2 separate regions of the Mus musculus genome follow, and region 1 is linked to region 2. Evidence: chromatin contacts called from public HiChIP or PLAC-seq data. All regions are on one chromosome and are shown on one strand. Each heading gives the region's core, a stretch centred on a gene start, on an enhancer-like site or on the middle of the called end of the contact. The rest is flanking DNA. Distances are from core to core; before and after follow the strand shown.

Region 1 (7,027 bases), core at 1,261-3,760, 420 kb after region 2:
AAATCCCATTACCTAGGAGCAAAGATTGGGGCCACCCTATGGGCCTGCTCGTGTTCGCTTGGCCCTCTGCGTGGTGTAGGGGTCCTGTAAGGTCAGGATAGCCTTTCTTGGGGTTTCTGAACACCAGGATACCACTCTCAGTGCGGTCCCATTTTTTACACAGGCTGCTTTTAGAAATGGGAGATAAGAGTAAACTAAACTGACACCACAGTGAGTCAGGTGGTGTGAGGTGCACAGCTGTGATCTTAGCTCCTGGGAAGCTGCCACCCGAAGAGTTCAGGTGTGAGCCCAGCCTGGCTGCCATGTCGAGACCATATTTCAAAGAACAAGATCAAAAAAAAAGCTTACTTCAGAAACTAAAATGAAACCCACCAAAGATGATGAACAGAGCATCAGGCCTGCAGTGAGACTACAACTCAGGGCCGAGGAGAAGAGAAACATCACAGGCTGCTGACTCTATTCACTGCAAAGTGTCCTGAGGGCTCCCCTGGCCTGGACTGTGGGCATCAGCAATCTCACCCTGGCTCTGGAACGTGAATCTTTGTGTAAGGCATGGGTGAGCAGCATGTGGCCCCTGACCCCATGCTAGACACCCCATTAGCCCCCCCACCAGCCCAGTACACCGAGGGCAATCCAGGTGCAGGCGTCATGTGAAGTGCGTTTGCAGTATAGTGGGTCCCAAGTTTACAAGGACAGCCAACTCAGTGATTGACAGACTGGCAGTGAGTGTCTCCTCCAGCAGCCCAGTAGGGCAGATAAAAGGCAGAATGAGTGGAAAAAAGAAGTCTTTCTTCTATGCTGGAAGTGCCTTCCTTAGATAACCGGCTTCCTTGGCTGAGCAGGTGGCACACACCTTTGATCCCAGCACTCAGGGGGCAGTGGTAGTCAGATCTCGGAGTTTGAGGCCAGCCTGGTCTATACAGAGTTCCAGAACTACATAGAGACCCTGTCTTTAAAAAAAAAAAAAATCTTCCTTATACTTTCTTACCTTATCATCGACTTTCAACTAAGTGCCTAGGCACACACTTCTACTTAAATATTAAGAAGGCCAAGAGAAGATGGGGCAGCCAGCCAGGGACCTTAGGGCCATGGGATTGAATGAGTCACTGGGTGTTTTTTGCTTTATATATCCCAAGATAGGCTTAAAGGAGCTGATAACAAGGGATTCTGAGACAGGAACAAATCCCCAAGAACCTGTTGTTTCTGCTCAGAGGACCCAGGGGGAGGATGGTCTACCAAGAAGCCTTCCTGGCAGTAACTCAAAACAGAGCTATGCTTCCTGCCAGGAAAGGGTGAATGGACAGTCTTTCATCTTTGCCCAGGAGTGACAATCTGCAGGACCACCTGAGAGCACACAGGGAGCCTAGACCTAAGGCAGACCTGAGGCAGGCTGTCTGAAGGGGTCTGAACACCTACCTGTCTCACGGCGGCGAGGCAACTGCCCCATAGGCATCGGACGATCAGTATGGGGACTTGGCCATTGGATGCAGACTACGGGGCCTTACCTCACAACGCAGTACTATAGGCCTGGTGCAAGGAGATGTAATGAAGGTGTCGGAGCATTCTGGATGTAACAGAACAGTCTGGACTTATGTTTGGTGGCAGTGTGCAGATGACAAGTCCAGATTAACATGACATTTGACATTTTAAAGTGGACTTCAGAAAAATGTTCCTGGTAGAAATTATGAAGACACCATAAAAGCAACAAAGTCAGTGCTCATGAGTAGATACAGAACATAGAACTGTTCCGAAAATTAAAACCAAAAACCAGTGAACGGCCTTAAAGCAAAGTGGTCTAGTGTTGGCAAGTGAGCACAGCCTTTAGAGAACAAAGGGGGTGACTTGGGAGCAGGGACAAAAGATGTGACAGTCATAGGATCACAGTTAGAACCAAAACAGGGCTAAAAAGTCCCAAGCTGGTACCATGTTCCTGTAGGTTGAAGCTGACCAGACCTCGGGCAGATGCTCATCATGGGCCATCTTCCAACCACCAAAGCCAGTTTCCTCACGAGGATCCTTGGGCAGACACTGGCAAAGGCCCAGAATCCTCACCTCAGAATCCTGTGATGGAAATCTCCAGGAAGTGCTGGGAGGACACTGGGGTGAATTTAAAATGAATCTACTACCACAGAAAGCACGACAGTGGGTCCTCAGTGTTACAGTGCCACTGCTGAGTATGTTAAACAGAACACACAGCACCGGCACGCGGCAAGGCTGGGAGACAGACGCGCACATCCACATTAACGGTGTGATCCCACAGCAGGCAAGGGAAGAAGCTGAAGCGTCACTAGGTAAACTCGAGACTCTCCTCATGCAGAGGATGTTGTCGAGACAGAAGGGGATCCTGGCACAAGCTTCACCCGGCTGAGCAGGAGGACAGGATACCAAGTGAAGTAGGACAGTGTCGTCAGAAGAAAGCAAAATAAAGCCCAAATTAAAAGGCCATAACACGGTAGAGCACAGTGAGTGGAAAACACAAACACCAGAGCAGTATCCTAGCAACACTGGCTGCTGCTTTGGAAACAGGCCCCAGGCCAGGCTGCTAGTATCAGCAGCAATCAGCTGCCACCAGGTCTATACAGGCTGAGCGTCCTGTATCTAAAATGGGGCCAAGGTGTTGGCCTTCCAGATTGTCTCATTATATACACTTAGATAATGAAGTACTTGAGGCTAGGTCCAAAATCTAGAAACAAATTAATCTTATGCCTAACGTGCACCTTTCACAATTGCTACTGCACCGTGTTCTGACTGTGACCTGTTCTATTTGTAGTGATAATCAAAATTGTTTAGATTTGGAGAATTTCAAATTTTCACATTATGGATGCTAAACTTGTAGGAGGCACAACTACATAAATCTGACAACATGAGCGAAATGAACGTCTAACTCACTTGATATAAAATAACCCAAATAACCCTTAAGGAAGTTCCTAAATTACCCCAAATGTACATGTAGGAACATGTAGAAATGCTATAGAACTTTTGCTAACACTTAAAGAATTAACAGGGTTCTATACTGCTGGCCTTTCTGGGAAGTGTAACATCACCCAGGGATCCTGGGCTGCAAGGGGAACCCCATGAGCAGGCTCGATGGGAAGGATGTTTGCTGCCAAGTTTGGTGATCTTCATTTGATTCCTGTGACCCCAATGGTGGCCTGTCTCCTGCCACACTCTGAGCCTGACATTCTTGTCCCCCAGCCTGGGCCTCCAAGCACATTCTGTCCTTTCCTACCTGAACCCCAGCACCTGACATTATTAGCTCACGGACTGTCAAGCTCAGCCTGTCGGTCGCTCTCAGACACTGGATCTTTTCTCTTTACAGCATTTATGCTCATATGCATTTTCTATTTTCATGGGTGGGGGGCAACTGTCCAGTCTGAAGTTATTAAGTAAACTTGGCCATGTAAACTCACCCTAGTACTTCTGCAACCTTAATTACCACTTCTAAGAGGCTGGTGATATATGACCAAGGTCAGGATCTCATTGCATAGCCACAACTGAATCATGGATGTGTGTACTTTTAATGTGTGTACGTGTCTGTGCTAGGGTCCATGCATGGGACTGTGGATGCTCCTGTAGCTGGAGTTACCAGTTGTGAGCAGTATGTGCTTTTAATTTACACTTCCAACCCTGTGCATTTTAGACAAGGACAGTAAATCTACTGGCTTTACTATTGGCACCTTTACTCAAACTGGGCCATAAAACTGGTCAAGGGAGTAAACTCGGAACTGTCCCCTGAAGCATCTTTCCTTGTTTCTGGTTGGAAAGCCGTGGTCGGGGGTAGCTCTTAGAGAAAACCGCAGATTACTTCCTATGCACTAGACAGGGGAGAATGAAGCCCGGCAGGCTGTTAAGTCGGATGAGGTGTTGGTAGTCTCCGGCTCTTCCAGCCCTCCGTTTATTCATGGTGACCCTTCCCACACATGGCACTGAGTCTTCAGCGCGTGCTTTGCAGAGGACACTGCCACACCGCAGTACAGCAAGCAGTTACTCTGGACACTTTTCCTAGCTGGAGCTTAGCGTGCCTCTCCTCCCCAGAGCTTGTCCCACTGTGAGCTCATCACAGATGAGGGGATCCTGCACCTGAGCAGCAGCACCTGTGGGCACGAGAGACTCCGGGTGCTGGAGCTGGACAACTGCCTTCTTGTCACGGACGCCTCGCTGGAGCACCTGGAGAACTGCCGAGGCCTGGAGCGACTGGAGCTTTACGACTGCCAGCAGGTCACCCGTGCAGGCATCAAGCGCATGCGGGTAGGTGTTAGTCCCTCCTAGGCTCTCCTTGGCAGCTGGGAGATGGAGACCCAGAAATCCACATCCAGGCTTGTGAGTGGGCTCAGCAGGTTAATGGTGCTTGATACCAAGCCTGTCTTCCTGATTTCATGGCCAAGAACATGGTACAAAGTAACAGAACCAACTCAGTGTTGTTTTCTGACCTCCACATACATGCTGTGGCATACACAGTATACTAAACCCAATACCCAGTTCTCCAGTCTGGTGTATTTATACAAACTGTGATTACAGAAGTGCCACCATAGGCTCCTTCAGACATGTACCCTTAGATCATTGCCACTAGAGAGAAGTGTTTCCAATTGTCTTTAGAGGGTGATTTGGGGCCCAGGGCTAGAGGGGTTTTAACAGGGACAGTTCTAGCTTACAGCATGCTCCCTGCCTAATTAATGCAATCAATTGTAAACGGACTAGAGGTTTTCAAAGGTTATACAAGAATCGCAATCCCAGGGCAGACGACTCCTTTTCCATTTCCTTCTAGGCTCAGCTTCCTCATGTCAAAGTCCATGCCTACTTTGCTCCAGTCACCCCTCCACCAGCAGTGGCAGGAAGTGGACATCGACTGTGCAGATGCTGTGTCATACTCTGACAGCAGCTGCTTAGGCCACGGGCCCCATCCTCCAGGTTAGACCAGTCTCCTGGCTGTTCCATCGTCACCCTATCTCGACTCTCCATGGTGAAAACATTACAGGTAAAAGACTTCAGCACAGATTACAGTACCTGGTAATGCTATTCACCTTAACACTGCTAGGATGCAAGCAAATCCAGGTCTGTGTCATCCACAGCAAGAGTGGTGTGGTGCAACCTAGAGCCCATCAGAGGTGGGTACCTATGTATACAAGTCCCACCTGGCTTTGTCAGCATTCTATATATACACCTTCAGTGTTAGCACAACCTGAGCAGAGTAAAAGAGCCTGCTGGTTTCTACCTGATCCTTAAGCCAGTGGCCTAATGTAATTCACAGCAATTTCTGTCCATCTGCAGGACTTGTCCACTTTAAAGACTAAATAGCACCTTTATGAACGTGATTGTACTGCAAACTCAGAATGGCTGGTAGTTTCATATGTAGAAGTGTGTGTGAAAGGCATGTTAACATACTTCCATAAGACACCAAAGAAACAAGGCCTCTAAGCTGGGTGGGGCAGGATCTTCACCTTTCTGTTTGTGTCAACTCGTCATACCCAACTCTAGGGACCAAAACCACCCCCTTTGCATTGATCCGCTGGGAATTACAAGCTCTGCCAGATGCCACAGCACACAGTGCATTTCTGTTAAAAGGAAAAAGCCAATTATGTCCATCCACACTTCTCAAAAAATTTGCGGGAACCTTAAGCAAATCCAGAATTAAGGCTCAAGTTATCTATAATCAAGTAAAAATAACAAACAGATGCATGTAGAATGGATGTGGTTTTTATTTACTCTGAATTTTTAGAAATCATAACTGTTTTAAAGCTTGTCAAATGAATGACGTATTTGCAGCTTCAGACTCACAACACCTCACCTTGCTCACTGGAGTCAGATTTTTGCAAATGCAGGCACTCCTGTCCCTGTCCCAGGATGCTGTCTTTTACTATTACGGTGCTGCTGCTCTGTGCCACTGAGACCTCCCACCTTCAATATTAATAATGGTAGCTGAACCTTCCAGCAACCACCCCAACCACAACTGCAAGAAAGAGCTTTTTCTGCCTCGGTGGACAGCACTGAAGCATCTGCATAGATGCAGTGTCTCCGATGCACTCTGGGAGGGAAAGCAGATACACACACATTCCAGAGACTCATCAGGCGAACGGCTCCTTGTAAGGAGTACTGTGATACGAAGGGTACGACTACCACAACAGCTACTTAACTGTGGCGCTGTGTGGGGGGTGGGGGGTGGGGCATGGCTGCTGGAGGAGCTGCTAAGTAAGCACTAGACCTGCTCCAGTGACTCGTGAGACTCACTTCTATGAAATACCCGAGACAACTATGGAATTTTTTCTGAGCTAGAATGATGTGGCTCATTGCAGATGGTGGACTTGATGCTCAGTGACCATGACTTCGAGCCTGATCTGTCTCTTCTAAGTATGCAGCAGGCACTTACTGTAACTACTTGTCTTGAGTTGCATCACCTCTGTGGAAATTGGGATGAACATCTTACACCATGCACATCGAGGCCAACCCTTGAGTCCATGTGACTTCAGATGACAACAGTGCAGCTTAGATTTGAAATGAGTGACACGTTTACAAAACAATCAGAAAACATTTATTACACTGAACTGTACATCCTATAACCAAAGTAGCAGACTGCTGGTGCCATGGGCCAGGTATAGTTTCACTGAGACGGCCTAGCACTTTGTGCTGCTCAGCACAAGTTCAAGTCTGAGGAGCCTGTAAGTACTTTCACCCCACTTCTAAAACCTGATAATGAATTCAAAATAATACACAGCATTAAATGACATTTATTGTTCCATAAATCATGAGATCCAAAAAGGAAAGCTAAATAGACAAGCAAAATTCTAAAACAATTAGGAGATAAGTCCACTTCTTTCCCAAGTAAGTGAATGGTACAGAAAGCATGTGGTCACACAAAGCAAAGGGAAGGACGGATGGGAGCGCTCCCTCCTAAAGGGCCTGCAAGGCTACAGCACTGCCAAACCCAAGAGGAAAATTATCGAGACAGTTTGTTTTGTGGCAAGTAATTAATCCCCAGTATGAATAAAACAAGCTGTTAAAGCCTTTACCCATTGAAGTAGTCTGTCTTCTG
Region 2 (6,922 bases), core at 318-2,817:
CTCGAACTCAGAAATCTGCCTGCCTCTGCCTCCCGAGTGCTGGGATTAAAGGTGTGTACCACCACCACCCGGCTTTAATTTTTAATCTAGGTCTGAAGTTTGAGAGTTAACGTTGCAGATGCAAACAAACAAAAATAACTGAAAGCCAGTTGGCTGGAATTTCTTGGCTCTAATCTAACTGCTCAAGAGGGATAGCTACATAATTAAGAATTCCCGCGGAGATCACAAAGCAGCGTCTCAGGGTTCGGCTCTCACAGGGCACCTCAATTTCTTGCCTGGTGACTTACATCAGACTGGTGACACCTCCATAAATCCTTATCTCTTCCTGCCCATCCTGACACTCCAGATATATGGGTTCCTTTCCCCTACCTGTTGGAGCCTCTGCCCACTGGTTCTCAAGACCTCAAGCTCTGACGGAGCAGCCGGCACTAAATTTTCGTTCTCCTTAATCGAAAGCATTTTCAGCAACTGTTTTCCAGAAACTTAAACAAGTTTCAACTCTGGTTTTAGATAAACGTGTGCCATTTCCAAGAGTGTAATTTTTACAAGTCTACAAGGTTCAAAGTCTACTACCAAGTACTTGAACTTACCCGACTCAGTCCATCTGGAGGGCCCCAAGGTGACTCGCTCAAAGTGCAAATGAGTAGGAGCCCCGTTCCACCACGCCCTGTCCCCTTCGCAGGTTCGGTGCAGACCTCCCCAGGTGCGTGTCCCACGCGCCTCAGCCACTGCCCTGCCACCCAGACCTCGCCTGTAGCACTTGGCCTCTTCCCACCCTCCTCCCGCACCGCCAAACCCTAAAAGAAGAAAAAGGCTTCCAACAAACAAGGCGATGCACACCTCAAACTAAAAGCAGCCAGCAGGTGGCTAGCGAGAAACATGAACAGTATGTTTGAAAAGGGAGAAGTCTCTGAAAGCGAATATTCCTGTGACCCCACTGCAGGAGCCACTCCTGACCCCATTTTTTCTCCTTCCGGAGCGTTCCATGAAGCCCGAACTCCGCAAGGATCGCGCCCCACGCCACTGCCCGCGGAGCCCTCTAGCAGCCCCGCGCAGCCTGGACCCCTCTCCCCAGAAACCGAAGCTGGAAAGACTCAGGCGCACCTCAGCTAGCCCCCGACCGCGCTGCACAAACCGGGAAGCAGGTCCGTGCACACGGGACCGCCGCAGCGGAACCCACGCGCGCCAGCAACCAGGAAGGACGCGCGCCCCGCCCGTCCGGCCCGCCTCCTACGGGAGGCCCGACCACTGCCTGCGCCTCGGCGGCCTGCCTGCTCTGAGCGGGTGATCGAGGGTAACCCGGATCCCGACTTTGCAGAGCCGCGGCTTTCCTCGGCCTCTGCCCGCTTCCCAGCGGCGGAGCGTCCCCGCGCGGTGGCACCGGAGACTTACATAGATGCCGTGCGCAGCGCCCAGCAGTTGCAGCAGTGCCAGGAGCGGGAGCGGCGTACACAGGGGGACCCGGAGCATGATCGCGCCACGATGGGGTCTCTCCGTTAGGCAGTGGGCGCTCTGGCCAGCCGCTGCACCTCCGGGGGTTGTTGAGGACCCTATGCCAGGACCCGCCCCCAGCTCCGCCCCGCCCCGAGGCTCTGTGCTGCGAGTGGAGGTCCAGCCTCTGTAGGCCACGTGACTCAGAAGCAGCTGTGGTCTATGCATCTCCCACAACTGTGTTTCCTTCCGGAATGGCGGCACCCCTGAATGAGCAATGATGAAGTTCAGGGGCTGGCCATTCACAGGGGCCTTCAGCCTGTCCCGGCTGCCAGAAAAGAACTGAGCAGGGAAGAGGAAACCAGCCAGTCAGTCCTCAGTGCTCTGGCCTTAGAAGCCTAGCCCCTAAAACTCTCCCTAGCACGTGGTCTAACATTCACAAGGTGTGGTCCACAGGCCAACGAGACTTAAACATGGAAATGCAGACTCTGGGCCCCAGCCCAGAAACCCTGAAGTCCTAGACCCGGACCCAGCTCCGAGGTTCAGTGAAAGCAAAGGTGAAGAAGCACTGTAGTAGGTTACAGAGGAATTCTAAGTGTGACTCAGCTATGGCCAAGTTATTTTGAAGTGCCCTGATTTTTAATGAGAACAGTAGCCCTTCCCTCTGGCAACTTCTGATCTTCCGCCTACTGCCTCCTGAATGCTGGAAGTATAGCCATGGGTCATCACCTCTGCTTTAGTTGACGTTGACTTAAATATACATGAGATTTTCCCAGCTTTAATGAGTTGTAGTCAATAACAATATTCATTTATTTTAGGCATTATCTCATTTATTTATTTATTTATTTATTTCACTTACTTTTTGCAATGCTATCGGTGAGTCTCAGGTCCTCATTAATTCTAGGCAAGTACTCTACTATTGGGCCACACCCCTAAATCCCCTTTTTCTTTCTTTCTTTCTTTCTTCCTTTCTTTCTTTCTTTCTTTCTTTCTTTCTTTCTTTCTTTCTTTCTTTCTTTCTTTCTTTCCTTCTCTCTCTCTCTCTCTCCTTCTTTCTTTCTGTTTGTTTTTCTGAGGCAGCTTCTCACTGTGTATCTTTTTTTTTTCTGGATTTTTGAGACAGGGTTTCTCTGTGTAGCTCTGGCTGTCCTGGAACTCACTTTGTAGACCAGGCTGGCCTCAAACTCAGAAATCCGCCTGCCTCTGCCTCCCAAGTGCTGGGATTAAAGGCGTGCGCCACCACGCCCGGCCTCACTGTGTATCTTTAGCTGGCCTGGAACTCTAGAAGATAGCCTGAAGACTGGGCTGGTAGTTGTTTTTAGTGATAGAGGGTTTGGGGTGGGGATACGGGTGGGGCACGACGATGTGAGAGGGAGGCGGGAGTGAGTACTCTCAGAACCTGCACAGCGCAGCACTCCTACAGTGAGATGGGCGAATCCTGAACTCTGGGGCCAGGTAGCCTGGGTTATGCAAAGGAGAACAGTAGGACAAACGGCCTCAGAGCAGGACACACACCAGATATCATTCTCTGACCTCCACATGTACACCATGGCGCACATACACACATGTGGGCATTCACACACGGGGTCATATATACTAATATACAAATAAATATCCTAAATAAAGCTGTTTTTTTTTTTGGTTTTTTTTTTTTGGTTTTTCGAGACAGGGTTTTTCTGCGTAGCCCTGGCTGTCCTGGAACTCACTCTGTAGACCAGTCTGGCCTTGAACTCAAATTTGCCTGCCTCTGACTCCCAAGTGCTGGGATTAAAGGTGTGTACCATCACGCCCAGCCCAAAATTTGAATTTTTTTAAAAAACAGGATCTCAAGGCTGTCCTTGAACTTACTATGGTTCAGTGGTTGTTTTAGTTCTATAAAACAGGGCCTTTATTATGCAGCTCTGGCTGCCCTGAGATTCTATGTGAAACAGAGAACTTGCCTGCCTCTGCCTCCTAGATGCTAAGATGGGAGGTGTATACTGCCTTGTCCACTCTCACAGTGTGTTTTGATAGGTAGAACATGTAGTTAAATTAGGTTATTGACAGACTAACTCCTTCACTGGATTCTAAATGAACTCCTGTCATCTTCTCACCTGGATCTCCAGTTTGTCCATGACATTTTAGCTCTGTCTTTGGTGGTCTAAGCCACTGTGGTGTGGTGGCTTTCACCTGTAATCATTAATGCTCTATAGGGGGAGGCAGAAGGATTTCCACAAATAAGAGGCTAGCCTGGGTTACATGCCACTCTAGATAGACATCTCTAGACCTGATGTGTCCTCTAGTAAATTTCCACACAGGGGATGTTTCTACACTGTTTCATTATTTTTGGACATTTTGACTCTCTTGCCTGTATGGGCTACACATAATTTGATATCTTTGCTAAGTTTGTTAGGTTTTCCTGCTTCCATTTCTGTCCCTCCGTCCCCCAACAACCAGGACCAGATATCTTTGCCATTTATCCATCAGTTAGTGGTTTTCCGTTTTGATGGCCGTATAGCTGCTATACCATTGCACATGAATTAGAGAAGACAGACATCTTCCCTTTGCTTTCCTAGTGGTTTGTCTTACAGGCAATAGTGCTGCACTGATTTTGTGGTCCTTCCTCAGTGATGGCCATTCCATCCCCCGGTCTACAGGCTGCCACTTTCCATAAGTTTTGGTTTCATCAGTGGTTGATGAAACATCACTAAATAGCGCATTAGCCAAATGTTGTGATCATTCCATTGGTCCCCACAGTTCAATAGGTGCCTCTTTCTGGGGAGGGATGAGCAATTTACGGTCGGGAATATAAGCATATGAGCTATTTTCTCTGTGCAGGAAGGTGTAGACCCTTTGCTACCACATCCTGGTCATGAAGAATTCACATAGGTACCAGTCCCACTGTAATACCTCCCTTTCCATAGCTAAGCCTTCAAAGGACTCTACCTTCAAACAGATCCAATCCATCATTGGCAGACCCACCCTTATGACCACAGAGTGGTTGGCACCGACTGAGTATAAGGTTCTCCACGCCGCGTAGTAAAATGTCCAGATTTGTTTCTTAAAGACAGAATATTTATTTTCCATATATGGAAAGCATTTGCATTAGAAGTCAACAGGCAAATGTTGGTGGACTCCTTTTTGCTTTGTGAAGACATGTCCCCAGTTGCTAAGTCACCAATAAATATGATACTCATAATCAGGGTATCATCTGGCTCAGTACTGGTCAGAGTTGCATGACAGAGAGGAGCTTAGCAGCAGTCACAGAAGCTGCTCTTTGTCCCTGTCCCCATTGGGTATTAGCTGCATTTCTAGTAACCCTGTAGAGGGTTATAAGCTGTAAATATGATATGTGATTTCTCTAGTGTACAAACATACTCATTAGGGTCCATATTTGAATTTTGTCCCTGGATGGTGGGATTAAAGGCCTACACCACCACCACCTGGTTCACTGTAACTCTTGGATTTAGAAAACAACTAACTTATAGCGATCCACCTGTCTCTCCTGGGGATAAAGGCATGGCTATCACTGCTCTGCTCAAATATTTTATCTTAGTTCCAAATCACTCCAACTCTTAGAGATTTAGAAAACAAGTTGGAATTGTAATAACCCTTTGAATTTACTTAAAATATTCTAAGTCTCTTAACGGTGTTTTTGATACTAAACAACAAACATATCCTTTATAGTGAAAACTCAAAAGCTGATGTCCAAGGTGGCCTGGGTCACACGGCAATCTACAATCTAACATTCTAACATTGAATCAAGAAACATGGTTTAAGAAAACCCATCTTTTATTTCATGCCAGTAAGGCAAGTTGCCTTTAGTAAATATCATTCAAAAATCTGATTTTTTAATTTCATTTTTTTTCATGCTTGACCAAATGAAAGGCATTTGTTAGTCTTTATAAGTTAGTTTGGACTGAATGACCAAGCTGTCTGATGAACTATCACCTCTCCTTATTCAGGAGATCTCTCCTGTTCAAATCTAATCTTTATCAATCGTGATGGCAGCCACTGTGATGGGGTCTGGGAATCACCACACAAACCGCTGATACTGATCTCAGCCAAATAGGGGTGGCTTAATGAATGCCGCACCCCAAGACTGATCGATCAGGTCCACCTTCCAGGCTCAAGAGCTGAACTGTGACCTTGAGTTGAGATCCTATAGGGCTTTTTAAGCCTGAGATCTACAAACATCTGTGCCAACCTATTTCACCAATCAGAATTTAGGGATATGGGACTTCCTTAGGAATGTGTCTTCATGTTCACTTATCCTGTTTCCATTGGTTGGGGTATTCAACTGTGACAGAGGACTTGCCTTGTCTAACAAATTCATGTCTTAACTTGTCAACCAGGATGGGACTCGTCTAACATTCATGTCTTAACTTGTCAACTAAGATGTTGGTTACCCATGTCTATGTCTCTTTCTGCCATAGCAGGGTGTCAGTTCCCAGGGAGGTCTCCGGAATTTAAACTGTACTTGATTTCTGCTCAAAATGGAAGCCTTATTCCAAATAGTTTCTTATACTAGTTCAGGTATCTCTCTTATGTTGGGGTCCATCCCAGGGGCAGCTTACAAAAGCAAACACCATAAAAGCTTATACAAAGGGGCAGGAAATGCTGCTGGGGGGTTGGTTTGGGTCCAAGCTTATTGTGGGTAACATACAAAGCAGGTCTAATGTCGTCTATCATGACTGGCTTCCAAGGGCACAGAACATAACAGAATACGTAATCAATCTTGGCATTTGAAAATGTCTTTGTAACAGCAGAGACATATGTGACCTTATAATATTAGTAACAGCACAAACTGACCAGCTAGCCAGTTAACAGCTAGGCCTTAACATTATATCTAGGCCTTAATATTTTACCTAGGTCTTAACATACAGCTTTTGGTCTCCTGTGGATACAAAGTCAAAACCTCCTCCCCATGTAACATATTGTAACAATGTAACACATCCTGGTTTCCATTGAGGTCAATGTATCCGGATGATTTAATTCCCCGGTCTTTTTTCCTACTATCCAGTCTCTTTGCAGTTGTGTGTCTTGCTTATGTACAACCTGGACAGTCTGTGGGTGTTCTTGATAAGACCTTTTAATATTTCTCTCAGAACCATTCTTTATTTCATGATTTGTTTCTGAGATCCGAGGAATGTTAATCTGTGTTTTCCATTGCTACAATAAATCATGACCCCATAAATTCATGGTTCTATTAGCCACATATGGCTTTAATCTTTCTATTTGTCTTTCTGGTCCTATGGTATCAACCCATCTTGTACCTTGTTTTATCTGACATAAAGTTCTAATCCCTACAAGCTGAATATTTATTTCCTGAATTTGAATTCTCAGAAATCATGCTGTAAAAAGATAAAAATCTGGGTACAGCAGCACTCTTATCATCCCGGTTTTGGGGAACACACAGAGGGCCCTAAGGCCTTTAGGCCAGTCAATCTTCCCAAATCAGTGAGCTCCAGGTTCAAAAGATCTCACCACAACAAAAAGGAGGTGGTGAGTG

What was found. HiChIP or PLAC-seq counts read pairs in DNA pulled down with a chosen protein or histone mark.
Region 1: a contact with region 2 is called in an H3K4me3 HiChIP or PLAC-seq map of forebrain, with 6 times the contacts expected there. The contact joins the enhancer-like site here to the promoter of Tmppe in region 2. A contact is called at or near these places in 1 of 39 promoter capture datasets (embryonic stem cells), 1 of 484 Hi-C or Micro-C datasets (ganglionic eminence) and 6 of 115 datasets of contacts at active chromatin or transcription factors (astrocytes, bone marrow-derived macrophages, forebrain and 2 more).

What each region holds. Positions count from the first base shown.
Region 1 is chr9:113,976,679-113,983,705 of GRCm38.p6, reverse strand. Fbxl2 (F-box and leucine-rich repeat protein 2) reads left to right here. Exons shown (of 15, transcript NM_178624.6): 14 at 4,036-4,248; 15 at 4,766-6,748. The coding sequence ends at 4,873. It overlaps Ubp1 (upstream binding protein 1), which reads right to left. Exons shown (of 16, transcript NM_001372510.1): 16 at 5,679-7,027. Among named protein-coding and RNA genes, the nearest start is that of Fbxl2, 47 kb to the left of the region's middle. Within about 2 kb of position 2,510, at least 84 of the 459 cell types and tissues checked have an H3K27ac peak or open chromatin away from gene starts, as enhancers often do. A contact at or near this core is called in astrocytes, forebrain and stem cell-derived neural progenitor cells, where this site is marked.
Region 2 is chr9:114,395,740-114,402,661 of GRCm38.p6, reverse strand. Tmppe (transmembrane protein with metallophosphoesterase domain) reads right to left here and starts at 1,567. Exons shown (of 2, transcript NM_001200002.1): 1 at 1,393-1,567. It overlaps Glb1 (galactosidase, beta 1), which reads right to left and starts at 1,584. Exons shown (of 16, transcript NM_009752.2): 1 at 1,393-1,584. The coding sequence starts at 1,470.